Regions from separate parts of the Mus musculus genome. Here region 1 is linked to region 2. A link is a contact called in public promoter capture Hi-C data. All regions are on one chromosome and are shown on one strand. Each heading gives the region's core, a stretch centred on a gene start, on an enhancer-like site or on the middle of the called end of the contact. The rest is flanking DNA. Distances are from core to core; before and after follow the strand shown.

Evidence for each region. Capture Hi-C pulls out chosen DNA fragments and counts their contacts.
Region 1: a contact with region 2 is called in a promoter capture Hi-C map of liver. The contact joins two enhancer-like sites. A contact is called at or near these places in 4 of 484 Hi-C or Micro-C datasets (B cells, CD4 T cells, bone marrow-derived macrophages and 1 more), 4 of 115 datasets of contacts at active chromatin or transcription factors (embryonic basal ganglia, embryonic stem cells, hepatocytes and 1 more) and 2 of 9 other capture datasets (adipose tissue and liver).

Annotation. Positions count from the first base shown.
Region 1 is chr2:146,596,646-146,603,924 of GRCm38.p6, forward strand. No RefSeq gene overlaps it. Among named protein-coding and RNA genes, the nearest start is that of Gm52577, 25 kb to the left of the region's middle. Within about 2 kb of position 3,091, at least 2 of the 459 cell types and tissues checked have an H3K27ac peak or open chromatin away from gene starts, as enhancers often do. A contact at or near this core is called in liver, where this site is marked.
Region 2 is chr2:146,437,788-146,445,089 of GRCm38.p6, forward strand. Ralgapa2 (Ral GTPase activating protein, alpha subunit 2 (catalytic)) reads right to left here. Exons shown (of 41, transcript NM_001033348.3): 10 at 5,997-6,224. Among named protein-coding and RNA genes, the nearest start is that of Ralgapa2, 71 kb to the right of the region's middle. Within about 2 kb of position 5,919, at least 11 of the 459 cell types and tissues checked have an H3K27ac peak or open chromatin away from gene starts, as enhancers often do. A contact at or near this core is called in liver, where this site is marked.

The DNA of each region.
Region 1 (7,279 bases), core at 1,841-4,340, 160 kb after region 2:
CATAAGAGCTGGGATTGTAGGCCTATACCAATACATCTGTGTAAAACCAGGATTTACTGAGTTTGCTTGTTTTTGCGTGTCTGTGGTGTATGTGCATGTGTATATATGTGGAACGGGGTCTCTCAGTAGAACCCAGAGCTTCACAGGTCACCCTATGCAGCTTGCTGGACATTGGGATTACAGGGAGGCCTCCATGCCCACCTGGTATTTATGTGGTGCTGAGGACCTGAATTCCAGGCCTCATGTTCTCTGTGCAAAGGCTTTATTTAAGCCATCTCCCTAGTGTCCCTCCGATAAATCAGGCTTTTAGATCCTCAAAGAGTATATCTTCATGAGGCTTAAGCAAGTAAGCCACACTGCTGTGAAGGAATGAGTCTGGGGCAAGGGTGAGGTTTTACGTCATCTCCCCTTCTGTAAGTAGTCAACAAGAGACCCCCACTCCTGGGCAGAAGCCTGCAAAGGCTCCTCCATAGCCCACAAAGAGGTCATTTCAAGTCATTTCCCTTCCTAGTGCCAGCTTTTTTTTCTTTTAATATCGATCACTATAAACTAAATCTTGCCACTTATGTGTCCTGTCATAAAGAAAACATTCTTGCAGTTCTAACATAAACCCTAAACTTGTTGAACATTCCTGTCGTAGACAGTCAAGCCAGGCAGTCAAAGCTGCTTACAAAACAATTCCAATTTCAAATACTCTGTCCCTTTTTCTCTGGGAATCATTAAAAGGATCTCAAAATTACCAATATTTCCAACCCAGCTATATAATGGTCACAAACCCAGAGCATGTCACAATGACTTTATTTAGTTATGCCATTGGATCAACAATGAGTCCACTGTGGTTTCCGTGAAGTCTGTGCTGGGCGATATGCTTCATCTGCCCCTTCAGTGTTTCATCTTGCTTGGATGGGCTTTGGTTTTTTCAGGTGTGAAGACCGTGAACATCTCATTGACAGAAACGTGGTTCCAGGTGAGTTAATGCCAGCATGCTAAGGATGACAAAACCCCAAGTCAGTTTGTCCACTACTCAAATTTAAGAGGCTTTGCAATCTGATTCAATGAGAGGACACCTGGGCTCAGGACATGGCCCAGTGGGTACTGCGCTTTCTTCACAAGCACAAGGAATTCATCTGGGATCCTCAGCATCCAGTTTAAGATGGGTGTGGCAGTGCGTTCCTGTACTTCCAGCACAGGGGAGGCGGAGTGAGAGAGTGAGTGGATCACTGGGGCCCGCTGGCCAGCCAATCTAACCAGTCTGCCCAATTGATGAGCTCTGGGTTCAAAGAGAAGCCCTGTCGCTAAATAAATAAATAAATAAATAAATAAATAAATAAATAAATAAATAAATAAATAAAGGCAGAAAGCAATAGAGGAAGACACCTCACAATTGACCTCTGGAGAATCTTGAGTTTGAAGTGAGTGGATCTAGGTTATATAACAAGACTCTATCACAAGCAAAAACAAAACAAAATAAAACAAAACAAAACAACAACAACAACAAAAAAAACAGAACTGGAATGTAAAGAACAGAGAAGAAAATTATTTCAGAAGGTATGGAACTAAGGAATTGAGCAGGAAGGCAACCCCTCAAAGTGGCAATACTTCAAATGTGTGTTTTCCCACCTTAGAAGCTGACAGTTAAAAAAATAAAAATAAAAAGCTAGAACTGCACACAAAGAAGAAATTTGAATCAGTCAAGAAGTTTGCTGCTAGTGCTAGTGCCAGTGATGGCTACACAGGATAACCCCTTCAGGTGGTTGTTGCTGCTTAGATGAACACAAACAAGAAGAACAGTGGGGACTTGTAACTGTGACATTAGGCAGAAGCCAAGAGGCAGGGGCTTTAAAACAGCCACAGGCTAAAAGGCAAACTGATGGCAGTGGATAGCTGTGCCTCCCTGGCCCAAAGCCTAAGAGTAAATTCTTCAATGAATGTGCTTAGCTATCTCCTACATCAAACACTCATCCAAGTGTGGGCTACACTGACCAGTCTTCAGCTGACTGAGCAGTTAAGCCAACGCTAATGGAATGCAGTTAGTTGTTTCCTCCTCAATTGGTCTGACAAGATGGAGGACAGATTTCAAGTCATCCTGGGCAGAATACAGTTTCATTCCAATCTCAATAAGAACCACGCCCAAGACTTGAAGCTTCTTTGCTCTCCTGACTTGATGGCCTTGTCCCTTCTTGCAAGGTGCATTATATTTTCCCCGTACCCGGGGATCATTAAAACCCCATTAACCTGTCTTCAGTGATTCATTTGGTTCTTTCTGTGAGAAGGTCCTCTAGGAGAGGTGTCCCTCACTCAGGCGATTCTCCGGTCACATAACGTTGCTTGTTTTCACACAACGCTGCTTGTTTTAAATATGTAACATGACATGGTAATGAGGCAACATGACTAAGGAATGCTGGCATCATTTTTCGTATTCAGCCTAGATGTTATCAGTTAACTGGACGGTTACCTCAAGTCTTGAAGTTGAGGGCAGGTATTTGTTAAAGCCACTCCATCCAGCAGCCTGGGGTTCCCAGCACTTGGAGGCTAAGGTACATGTTTGTTTCTGTGGCATCCTACTGCAGAGTTACAGTGCTCATTCCTCTCCAGCTGCTCTGCCACCTTCCCCCCTCTATACCGAACCACCTCCCTCCTCTACTCAGAACTCACCAATGATCCCTCACTGTTAATGATTTTGTTAGGGTCAGAACCTGGATTTTAGCAGCTGAACAAGCCAGGCTCTCTCTTCCCTGTCCTCCATATACCAATTAAACAAAGGTAATAACAAAAAGCAGAAAAAGGGAGATTTCCCACCACAACGTGTCCACATTGAAATGAGGAATAAAGAGGTCTAGTGACCCACAAGTTCAGCTTTCTGTCTACCACTGCACTGCTGTCCCTGCCTTCCACTTGCCTTCAACTGCAAGGCTACTGCCATCCATGTACCAGCTCGAACTCTCAGGCCAAGGCTGATCTGATCCTTCAGATCATTTCAAGCGTCAGTTTCTTCTGCCAGAATGTCAGCGCGGTGATGAGTAGGTGAAGTCTCAGGCAGTAGGGTAGCGAGATTGAGGACAGCAGGGTGAGCGAAGGCCACTCGTTCAGTCAACAAAAAGCTCTGATAATGTGTCCATCGGTCAGGGGAATGGTTGGATAAAGTTTTCAAGAGTGTTAGTCAGCCATCGGTCAGTGGGGCTGAGAGACCACACTTTCTAGGTCATGCACCAAGTTTTGTCTCAGAGTCAATTTATCTGCGTCCTTCACCAGAAGCCACTATGTTCAGACAAGCAGGCCATCTTACAGTCACAGGTCTAATTTCTTACAAGTATGCCACAGTTCTTTTCCAGGGCCCCAATATCTGAGTAAGAACCTCTTTGGCAATACCTTTGTTCTCAGTCACATCTAGGAGGCCCAAAGCTGGGGACGACATTAGGGCAGTCTTGATGGCATAGGGCTGTTTATCTCTTTAATTCAGCAAAACCTGGAATCCACAGTCTTCAAAAGCCCGCAGTGCCCAGGAACTTTTCTAACTTGTTTTGCACTGGTCGGTGGGGGAATATGAAACACAGTCTCTTTTCTAGCTGCTTCGACAAGTAGGCCACTGGCCTCTTCCAAGGACTCGGCTTCTGTGTTAGCACCCCTTTTGCTAGCCTTTTACTTTTAGCCACGAACTGTGACGGGTTTGGTCATGGAGGGGAGGGCCACTCCCACAGCCTCCTCTATGTCCCCTTCAGCAGCCACAACATCCAGGGCCACTGACTTCTCAGGGACCACCCCTCTTTTGCTCCGGGTTTCCCGAGCTCATTTCTCCCTAGGCTCTAGGTCCATGGGTGGGACCACTGTGACCCGCTGGCTGCTTCCTGGAGTTGGAGTGGGAGGCAGGGCAGCTGAGGATCTGAAAGGAAGTGGTCAGCATAGGGATCTGACAGGATTCTTAGGTTTATTCCAGAGGGCATAACTCAAAAACAGTTGTCAGTTGTTAGTCCAAGTCTGAACACAAAGAGACACACAAGACACACATAGAAACCGTTTTCAGGCAACCACCATAGAATCACAGTACCACAGAAATGACAAATACAAGCAAGACCAATACAGGGTGTCTTACACGTGATTTCCAGAGAAGCCTGACACTATCTGTTCCAGGCATATACTGAACCCTAGGTGCTGGGTTGAGAAGGACTGTTTCAAATCTAACTTCCCAGCTTGACACCAGAGCATCCTCCAGCGTTGTGGCCTGCAACGTTTTGACATGTCTCACTGTCACTGCAACCAACCCAAATGGACCTCTCCGTGGGAAGGCCCCCAGAACCTGAGACCGGCCTAAAACCAAACCAAGATAATCAGTCAATCCCTTGGAACCAAAACCATACCTGAAACCAGACAAACCAAAAGCAAAACAGAATCAGAAGGTGGTCTAATGGAGGACACACAAGTGAACAAGACAGACAGACAGACACCCAGACATACAGTCAGTCAGGCAGGCAGGGAGGGATTCCAATTTATCTCCTATGTACAGTGTCTGTGTCCCATGATGAAAACCACAAACAAAAACAAGACAGCAACAGAGGAAAAAAAAGACACCAATATATCTAAGCACACTCATCCATGCCTGGACTTATACAATCAGCCAAACACGACTTCCTGACAGGGGTCAGATTCCACATGACTTCCTTCCTGACTGGGGGGTTGGGGGGGGGAGGACTCTGCTTCCACCCCCTTCCACCCGTGGAATGTCTTCCAGGGTTGCAGCCTGTAGGGCCTTAGGACGTCTTCCTCCCGCAGCCACTAGATCCTCCCGGTCCACAGTGGCAGCTACCAGAATACAGAATACCAGAACTAGGAACCCAGGCGGGACTCGAACCCACAATCCCAGAACTGAAAAACCAAGACACAAATTCAGCGGTGCCACACTTAGACACTTAGACAACAGACAACATACAAGACTCACACAAACAAACGTACCTCCAAGGGGTCTTTCGGGGTTCCTGGGTGTCACGCAGATCTCGGTGGAACCTCCAAATGATAGAACCTAGTGGGGAAACCCCCCACTCAATTCCCAATCCAGCGTGCACCCAAAGAATCACGAATAGACCGTCTTGATGTAATTACACGAGGTAGTTTAATGACGGAGCTCTGGACTGACGTGTATCCCACACAGGAGATAACGGATGTCAACCATGAGGCTCAAAAGCTAGGGGTTTTTATGGGGTAAAGGGCTTAGGGGTGGGGAATTCAGCATAGCGACACACTATTGGCTTATTCAATCATCAGCAGAAAAATTACATGTACGTGCAAGGTGTCAGAGTTCTGTGAGTTGTTGACTCAGTTCAGATAGCCCTGTTATGTCCTCATATTCCTCTTTATCTTTATGGTCAAGCTGCCCCCAGGAATGCTTTAACTACGGGGCATACATGGGTTTATTTTTCTTTTTTTCTCAGCCCCGGGCAGCCTCTAGGCTCACAAACAACCAGCAATTTCTGAGTCTTTTATATGACTTACAGGTCTTGAAATTTCATCTTTCTTTCAGTCAGCTTGTTAGAATGGTGTAAAATCTCCTTCTGGGAGACAAGACCCTGCTCTGGTTGGCAGCAGGCTTCAGGATTTTCCTTCTACCAGCATGTAGCTCTGGGGGATGTTCCAATTTGTTGGTGGCCATTGTTTCAACAGTTCAGTAGCCAAATGGTGGGGCACAAGTTGTTATAACCCCTTCATTCTTGCTGAGGCTGTTACACCATGACCTAAAAAAAAATCTGCATTTCTTAAAATGAAGAATTGAGACTTCTCAACATGCCTACCAACCATCCACTCTTCATTTCTACCTTAGAACATTTTTCCCCCCTCAATTAAAAGATAGCTGCTATGGTTCACCCTCCCTCCTTCTCTCTCTCAGACAGTCTCACTGTACAACTCCACTATCCTGTAACTCACTGTGTAGACTGGGTTAGCATGTGATGGCTAATCCTGGTTAACTTGACACACTTGGGAAGAGGAAACCACCACAACCAATAATAATAATAATAATAATAATAATAATAATAATAATAAATGTATATGGGGAAATTTCTTGGTTGTTACTTGATACAGGAGGACCCAGCTCACTGTGGATGAGTCCCTGGGAAAGTGAGTCTGGGATGTATAAGAAGGGTATCTGAGCAAACCAGGGGAAGCAGTGTACAGTATTCCTCCATGGTCTCTGCTTTAGTCCCTGCCTTGGCTTCACTTGGACTATAACCCACAAGCTGAATTAAGCTCTTTCCTCCCGAAATTGCTTTTGGGTAGGGGTGTCATATGGTGTTTATCATAGCAACAGATGAACTGGAAAAACAGCTTCCTTTGCAACCACAAGTATTAAGCAGGATTCATTATTGAAAAAAAAAAATCAACAAACTTTCTCTGAACCCTGTCTTAGTTAGGGTTTCTGTTGCTGCAATAAAACACCATGACCAAAATGCAAGCTGGGCAGCAAAGGGTTTATTTGACTTACACTTTTCATATCACTGTTCATAATCAAAGGAAGTCAGGACAGGACATTAAATAGGGCAGGGACTGGGAGGCAGGAGCTAATGAAGAAACCATGGAGGGATGCTCCCTGCTTCCCCTGGCTTGCTCAGCCTGATGTCTCATAGAACCCAGGACTACCAGCCCAGGAATGGAACTGCTCACTATGGGTTGGGCCCTCCCCTGTCAATCACTGATTAAAATGCGCTACCTCTGGATTTTATGGAGGTATTTTCTCAATTGGGGTTCTGACCTTCCAGATAACTCTAGCTTGTGTTAAGACTAGCCAGCACCCCCCACCCCCATTCTCTCAAAACAGAGTTTATTGGCTTGGTTTGCACCATACTGGGGTGGACCATTTATCAATGGCCATCTGCTTGCTGGGAGGTAGAAAACCAGGCAGGAAGCCTTAGAAGCCCCAGTTGGATGCTGGAGGCTTGGAAGCTCTCTGGTGAGAGTCCACATGGCATGGCTGCAGAGGCTGAGCGTGGTGATGTGTGTGGCAATGGCAGAAGCCACAGATGTCCTCACTCATGAAGAGTGGAAGTTGTACACCCTAGCTCACTTTCCCTTCTTCTATTCTTCCCATGTCTCCAACTTACTGGAAGATGCTGCCTGTACTCACTCAGTCAGGCAGGTCTTCCTACTCTCTCCAGCTCCCGAGTGACATATTATTCTCTTTGGAAACTGTGGGGACTAGACAATATGAATTCAGCAATCTAGGTCAGGGATTTGATAACCCCATTTCCATTAAATAGTGGTACTTCATCCAAAAATGTTTCAAAAGACTCACTCC
Region 2 (7,302 bases), core at 4,669-7,168:
GAAGAGCCTGAGGAAAAGGAGGTCCAGTGACAGGCCCAAATTGGGATCCAGCTCAAGGGCAAGCCCGAAGGCCTGACACTGATGCTATGATATGCTTACAGACAGAAGCCAAGCATGACTGCCCTCTGAGAGGCCCAACAAGCAGCTGAAGAGTTAGATGCAGATTTTTACACCCAACCAGTGAACAAAAGCCAGTGACCCCTGTAGTTGAATTAGGGAAAGGCTGGAAGAAGCTGAAGAGGAGGGTGACCCCATAGGAAGACCAGCGGTCTCAGCTAACCTGGACCCTCGAGATCTCTCAGACATTGAGCCACCAACCAGGCAGCATTCACCAACTGATATGAGGTCCTCAACACATATACAGCAGAGGACTGCTGGGTTTGGACTCAGTCAGAGAAGATGCACCTAACCTTTGAGGGACTTGAGGCCCTAGGGAGTGAGGAGGTCTGGTGGGATGGTGGTGAGGGGTAGGGATATTCTCTTGGAGACAAGGGGAGGGGGAGGGGGTATGGGATGTGGAACAGTGAGAGGGTGGACTGGGACAGGGATAAAGTCTGGACTGCAAAAATAGATTAAAGAATGAATTTTTTAAAAAGAAAAGAAAAGAAATAAAAGAAAAACATTATCACACAAATAAAATTAAGAAATTTTCACACTGATGCTATTAACAGTGACTATATTTGCTTTATTACATATGTATCTGTCAACCCACTCCTCTAGCCTTCCTTCAACCCATTCTATTTCTTCCGCACTTTATTGGCTCATTCAATCTATAAACACTTTAGACTCTATCGCTAAAGTCTGGCAATTGCTTATTGTACATTATTTAGAAAAACTTTACAAAAAAGAAAATACAGAGACTATTAAATCAACTGAGTAATCTAACTCTGAAATAAAGACATAGCATATTATCCTCCTCACAGAGAGCAAAGAATAGTTCTTAAATAGGGGAAAATTAAATTATTTTTAAAATATCTCTACCAAAAGCCACAACAATATGATATATAACATGCCACTAAACATTATTGAAAATATGCTGTCATTTTGAATTAACTCACAACTTAAAAAAATACACATGATCCAATGAATAGAAAATCTAGATACCAGGTATTTTAGAACCTGAAGTAAATTAAATCTGAAAACAAAACAATCCAGGTTAAAAGCTGTGTGTGTGTGGAGGCTGGGCAGAAGCTAAAGTGGAAACTGAGAGAAACACAAGGGAAATCTGGAACACCGAGGAGAAAAGGAAGCAGAGCAAGAAGGATGGCGAGCTGGGCAGCGCCACAGCGTGGCAAGCATCGGACGGGGGCTGGGCAGAGATGCAGAGATGGAGCAGAGCAGTGTGCGCCAATGGCTGCGCTCAGAGAACAAGTCCACAGTCATGAGTCTCAAAGGCAAGCAGAACAGATACAACAATCTTTCAGTACAACTGCTAAAACCAAGGGCAACCTGAAAACATTAACAGCAGCCAAAAGGGAGAAAAGAACACTTTCTTCAAAGTAACAAACTTCATGGTTTATTGTAACTATCAAACAGAAGCCATGAAACAAAAAGCTAAATATTCCACATGCAGAGAGCATGGCTAGTACAGTATAGACAGAACATAGCATCCCGAAGAATATACTTCAAAGGTGAAAGCAAAAGACATTTTCAGATAAGAAAATTTGTTACCAACAGTCATGAACTAAGGGGAGTACTAAAAATTATCCTTCAGACATAAAGGGAAATTATCCTAGGTCAGAAATTTGACAAAACGAGCTTTTGGAGAATTCTAAATGAATAGGGTTTGTGTGTGTGTGTTATGAAAAGTATGGTGCACATATATGCATTCATTTTATAATGTGGATTTCAAATATATAACAAAGTTCTATAAGCTGAGGTGTTAGAGAGGTGTGATGTTCTCTAGCCATTAAACAATTACAGTAAGTACTGAAGAAAGAAGGGACAATTAGCCAAAAACAACAACAACAACACAACAACAACAACAACAAAAAATAACCCTCAGTACAATTAGAACGTGAAAGGTAAGACTTGATTTACATCCAAGAAAAGCAGTTTCTATGTTACATGGAAGTAGAATAAAGCTGTAATCAAAACACAGAGGTTATAACACTGTATTTAGGAAAAAGTTTTTAAAAATTACATGGAATTTGTAAGAGAAAATCCAAAGCATATGTATGTGAGCTGTACACAGTAAAAAGGTAGAAAAATATGTGTCATGCAAACACCAGAAGGCAACATATTAACACTACACATTCTATTTATAAAATTAGAAGCTGCTGTCTCTACATCAGATCACGGCCATCACAGAAAGTTACGAGTGGACACAACTAGATTGGTGTACTGTGAGGGGCTAGTCCCAGCAGATACACCTTTAACTCAGCTCCTACACCCAAGGCTCAGGGAACACCATGAAAGGATTATAAATGCCAGATGACCAGGAAGTCTGCTTTGAGACTGTACCTTCTACAGTCTCAGCAAAGCCTGAACAATGGCATTATCAACAGAAACATCAACAGATGTGGTAATTTGGAAAGAAGGCAATCTCATGGAGTCCCACACCTAGATAAAAAAATGGTAAGTAATAGCTGAGAGGGAGAACTACCCTCTCCCAGGTGGATGTCAGTTGGAAAAGGAGATGGGAGTGGGAAAAGGGACATGGGGGGGTGGGGGGTTGAAAAGAAGATAAATAGGAGATGGGTTAGAGGGAGCAAAGGGCAGAAAGGAAATGTCATTAAATAAAAAATAAATTTTGAAAACATGAAAGCTTCTTAATAAACTATCAATTTACAGGAATGCATAGCAACTAGAATATATAGTAATGCTACAGAGAGAAAAATCTAACTAAATTAGTCTGGCTTCATGGCTAGATTAATCACTAAGTTTGGTGATCACACAGCTGAGCAGTCAACTGCAGGTCTCCCACCACCTTTGCTACAGAGGAAAGCTCTGGCTGAAGTCACCTAGTGGGTTAAACTCTTTGCTCTGTGAAAAGCTTCACTTCACTGTCTTGCTCAGGGAAAGTTGTTCTTTCAGCTATCTTTCCTGCTTCTCCAGGGACAGCTGCCTTTGGCTACCCTGGGGTGAAACATGCCTGCTATACACTTTTGTAACTGCCGAGTTAGCTATTCCTGGGGAAAGGACATAAAATGGCATGGGACATAATGCTATTTAGTCAGCAACTTCTCTTTAAATTTGCAGAACGAACCCAGAACCTTTTATGGATAACAACAGTCTGTGTGACAGAAAAGCAAACTAACCAAAATTCAGAAATAGTATCATTCCTGCCAAATTCAAAAGCCTACCCACTATGCCCATACCCAAAATCAGTATCTATGGAGTCTTATACCTGCAACCCCTCAACATGGCTTCTTCTTTTTCTAAGACACACAAGAGTCCTCATCTTCCAACTTGTCACCTCGTTGCCAATAAAGTGCTTCCTTTCCCATCACCTTCTCTCTCAAATGTGTGGTTTCTCCAGGCAGCAATGAAACTTGACTTTCTGTATCCTCTTAGTCAGGGTTTCAATTGCCATAAGCACCATGATCAAAAGCAAGTAGGAGAGAATAGGAGTTTAACTGGCTCGTGCACGCCCATCACTGTTCATTACTTAAGGAAGTCAGGACAGGAACTCAGATAGGGCTGGAATTCGGAGGCAGGAGCTGATGCAGAGGGAGGCCATGGAGGAAGTTGGTTTATTGGGTTGCTCCTTACGTTTCCCTCAGCATGCTTTCTTATAGAGCCCAGGGATGGCCTCACCCATAATGGACGGGACTACCCAATCAATCACTAATAAGAAAATGCCCAGGTTTGCCTGCAGCTGAATCTTAATAAGGCATTTTCTCAATTGAGGTTCCCTTCTCTAGCTTGTGTCAAGCTGACATAAAAGTAGGCAGCACATGCAGCTATGCTGCAACTGATGCTCATGCAAACATACTGCAAATGCTCAGCCTTTCAAAGGAAAAAAGGAACATCTATAGCTACAGCAGGATACTCGTATTGGACAGAAAGCACACAAACACGGAAGAGAACTGGGAGAGAAGCCAGCTGTCTCAGGCCTGCTCATTAGACCCTCCACTTCAACAGGTCCCAGTTTTTACCTGCCACTCCGAGGTCTGTGCAAGATCATTTCCTTACCTGGTTTAGTCTATCTCCTGCTGCTCCACTCTGCTAGGAAGACTATACGCTGAGCTCTTCTGCTCTGCCTCATAAATTTCCAATCCTGTTTCCTCCTTTTTCTAGTATATATTTATGTTACAGTTTCTTGCTTACTGCAAAACTGTTTATCTTTTTTAAAATGTTAAATGTCCTCATGCCAAAGCTTCAACTTTAGAACCAAAGTCCAAAGTCCTTATAAAGTCTTCCTGGCTCTGACTTGTATGGTGAGAAAGGTTTGGCTTATAAATTCCTAAGTGCAAGAAAGACCTAAGATTCTTCTTCCCTGCTAATCTCTGGCCACATGTACAAGCCCAAATAAATACATAAATAAATCCACACTCACTATTTTTAAAGAACCAAAAAGAGAGAGAGAGAGAGTTTTGGAATACTTTCTTGAAGCCACTCAATCTCTCTCTCTCTGTCTCTGTCTCTCTCTCTCTCTCTCTCTCTCTCTCTCTCACACACACACACACACACACACACACACACACACACACACGTCACAATATCCAACACAGCAAGTACTCTAAGGCTGTGGAACCAAGGTAAAAGATTTGCTAAATACAAAACTAAAACAACCCTATACATTATGATTCCTAATCAATTTTGATAATGATACATTTAGTTAGTTACTTCCTTAGTGTTCTGAGACAAAGTTCCATATAGCCCAGAGTAATCTCAAGCTAGCCATGTAGTTAAAGCTTAAAGTCCTGTTCCTCCTGCTGCCATCTCTCAAATACTGGGATTATAAGTTTTTAATCATTGATCAGTGGTACACTTATCTGTTATAAGATAGATTTCTAGTGTAATAAAATTGGCTAGCCATAAGATGCCAGTCAAAACTGATCCCAGATACGTCTGCCCAGGAACACCAAGCCTGCTGCAAAGCACTGCACCGCTCGACTGCGGCCCAGCTCCTGCTCACTTTCTTTTCCTTCCCCTGCTCTTTCCAGCTTTCTGCTCCAGCTCTTCCCAGCTCTTCCTTTCCTACCTGAGGTATGTTATTCCAGGGCCCTGGATAAAGAGCTTTTCTCTCCTTTATGTCCTTTCTCATTCATCTCATTGCTCTTGTGCCACAAACATATACATACACACACACACACACACACACACACACACATACACACACACACACACATTCATTCATGTCATGTAACATGACAGGGAAATTACAACTTTCTGAAAGTGCCTCTGGGTTGTGTGAGTGCTGAAAGTCTCCAAACACTGGGTTTACTAGGCCCACCCTCTGAGCTGAGTCTACTATGGAACATGAAAGTATTTTTTAATTTCCCTTTGTTATATAGATGGGAAAAAAATGTAGGTCAGAAAAACTTGTGACAAACTAAAAGTAGGACTGGAAGGGAAATTTTTAGGCCAAATCATCAATGCTATTTACCATGTCATAAGTAAAACCACAATGCTACAGTTTGGATCTGGAATGTACCAATCTTCCCCCGGGCCAACGTGTGACTTGGTCCTGGCTTGGCACTACTGGGAAGTGGCATAAACTTTAAGAGGTATGACGTAGTGGGATAGCATAGGTCATGGCAGAGTGTGCCCTCAGACAAGACTGTAGGGCGCTAATCTCTTGATCTTTTTCTCACCCATCCATGAGGTAAACAGGCCTCAATCTGCTTCCTGTTCCTGCTTTAATATGCGGCCCTGCCAAAGGCCCAAAGCAACAGGACCAAGTGACCCTGGACTAAGACCCTTGGAACTGAGACAAAATACACCCCTGTGTTTACACTGATGTCCCTGCACATGGCTTACAGCAATGGGAAGCTGATTGACAGGAACAAAGATGACATCAACTTTATGACTGTATAGCACACACTGACCTGTCGAAATACTTCATTCACAAAATTCACATAACCCCGTGTTGACAGGAGGATCCGCTGCACCATCTCATACACTGTCCGATGCTCCTCTTCAATGCTACAAAGACTGGAGTTGCTGAGTCTTCGGTCAGACAAGGTGCTGCTGTTAGAATGGCTTTTGTCCTGTTCTGTGGACCCAGCACCATCCAGCTCTGGTACCTTCTCTTGTATTGCACCACCACCAACAGTCTGGAAAATGTCACCACAGATCTCAGCAATCCACACCCTCACTCACGAGCACCTAGCAAAATGTGGGTCCTGTCCTGCTCATTACCTTCTGGGGTTTGTGAATGTTGCAGGACTAGAGAAGCAATGCACACTCCCATAAGTGTGAGCATGTGTTCTGCCACTGATCCACGCCCCTACACCCAGGTCTGGCCTTGTTCCAAGTACTCTGATTGCCACCAATTGCACAGGGTACAAAGCAAGATGAACGTCAGCAGTTGCCTCAAACATGGACACCTGAACCTCTACTTACCAATTTCCTAATTAACCAAATAATCCTCCCTGAACTCAGTGACTTTAACAGGAAAACTACTAAGTTATTTCAGGGAAGAGGACTGTGAAATCTTGTCAGCTAAAAAGTTTAATTTGCATTTGTGAAATCACAGAGTAAGTTGATGTGTAAGTGCAATGTGTGCCATCATCACACCAGGGCTCTATACTTACACACTTAACTCTGCTGTCACAGAGGTGTGAAAACTTGGGAGACTGCTTATAACAAAAGGCTCAAAAGGCCCAGGCTCAAAAGGCTGGTAGTTAACATTTTCCATCTCTTCAAATGTTGTTCTTGGAGGCCCCGGTGGCCATATAAGAAATCTAATGACCTTGTTAGTGAGACAGCATAGATTAACTAGTTCCAGCCAGCTATCTCTCCAGCTAGCACTAACAGGTTTGTGGATAAAGTCACCTTAGATCCTCCAGACCAACCATCCACCAGCTAAACGATCACCACCCAAGGGCCCATGAAATATATTACAGGTATCAAGCCAGATTCTGTCCCACTAAGTAAAGACAAAACATAGTGTTAACGGGGTTCTGTTTTAAGGCACTAAGTTTTGAGGTGGTTAATATTACAGCAATGAAATAATTAAACTAGCATGAAGAATTATGTAGTATCAAGTTATTTAAACATAAGCTCCAGACCTAAGACTGCTTAGTGGATAAAGCACGTGCTGTACAATTATGAAGAGCTGGCTCTAGAAGGAGATCTGGCTTCCATGCACTAGAATCAAGCTGGAATGTGAAGCCATTGGCATGAGAGTCG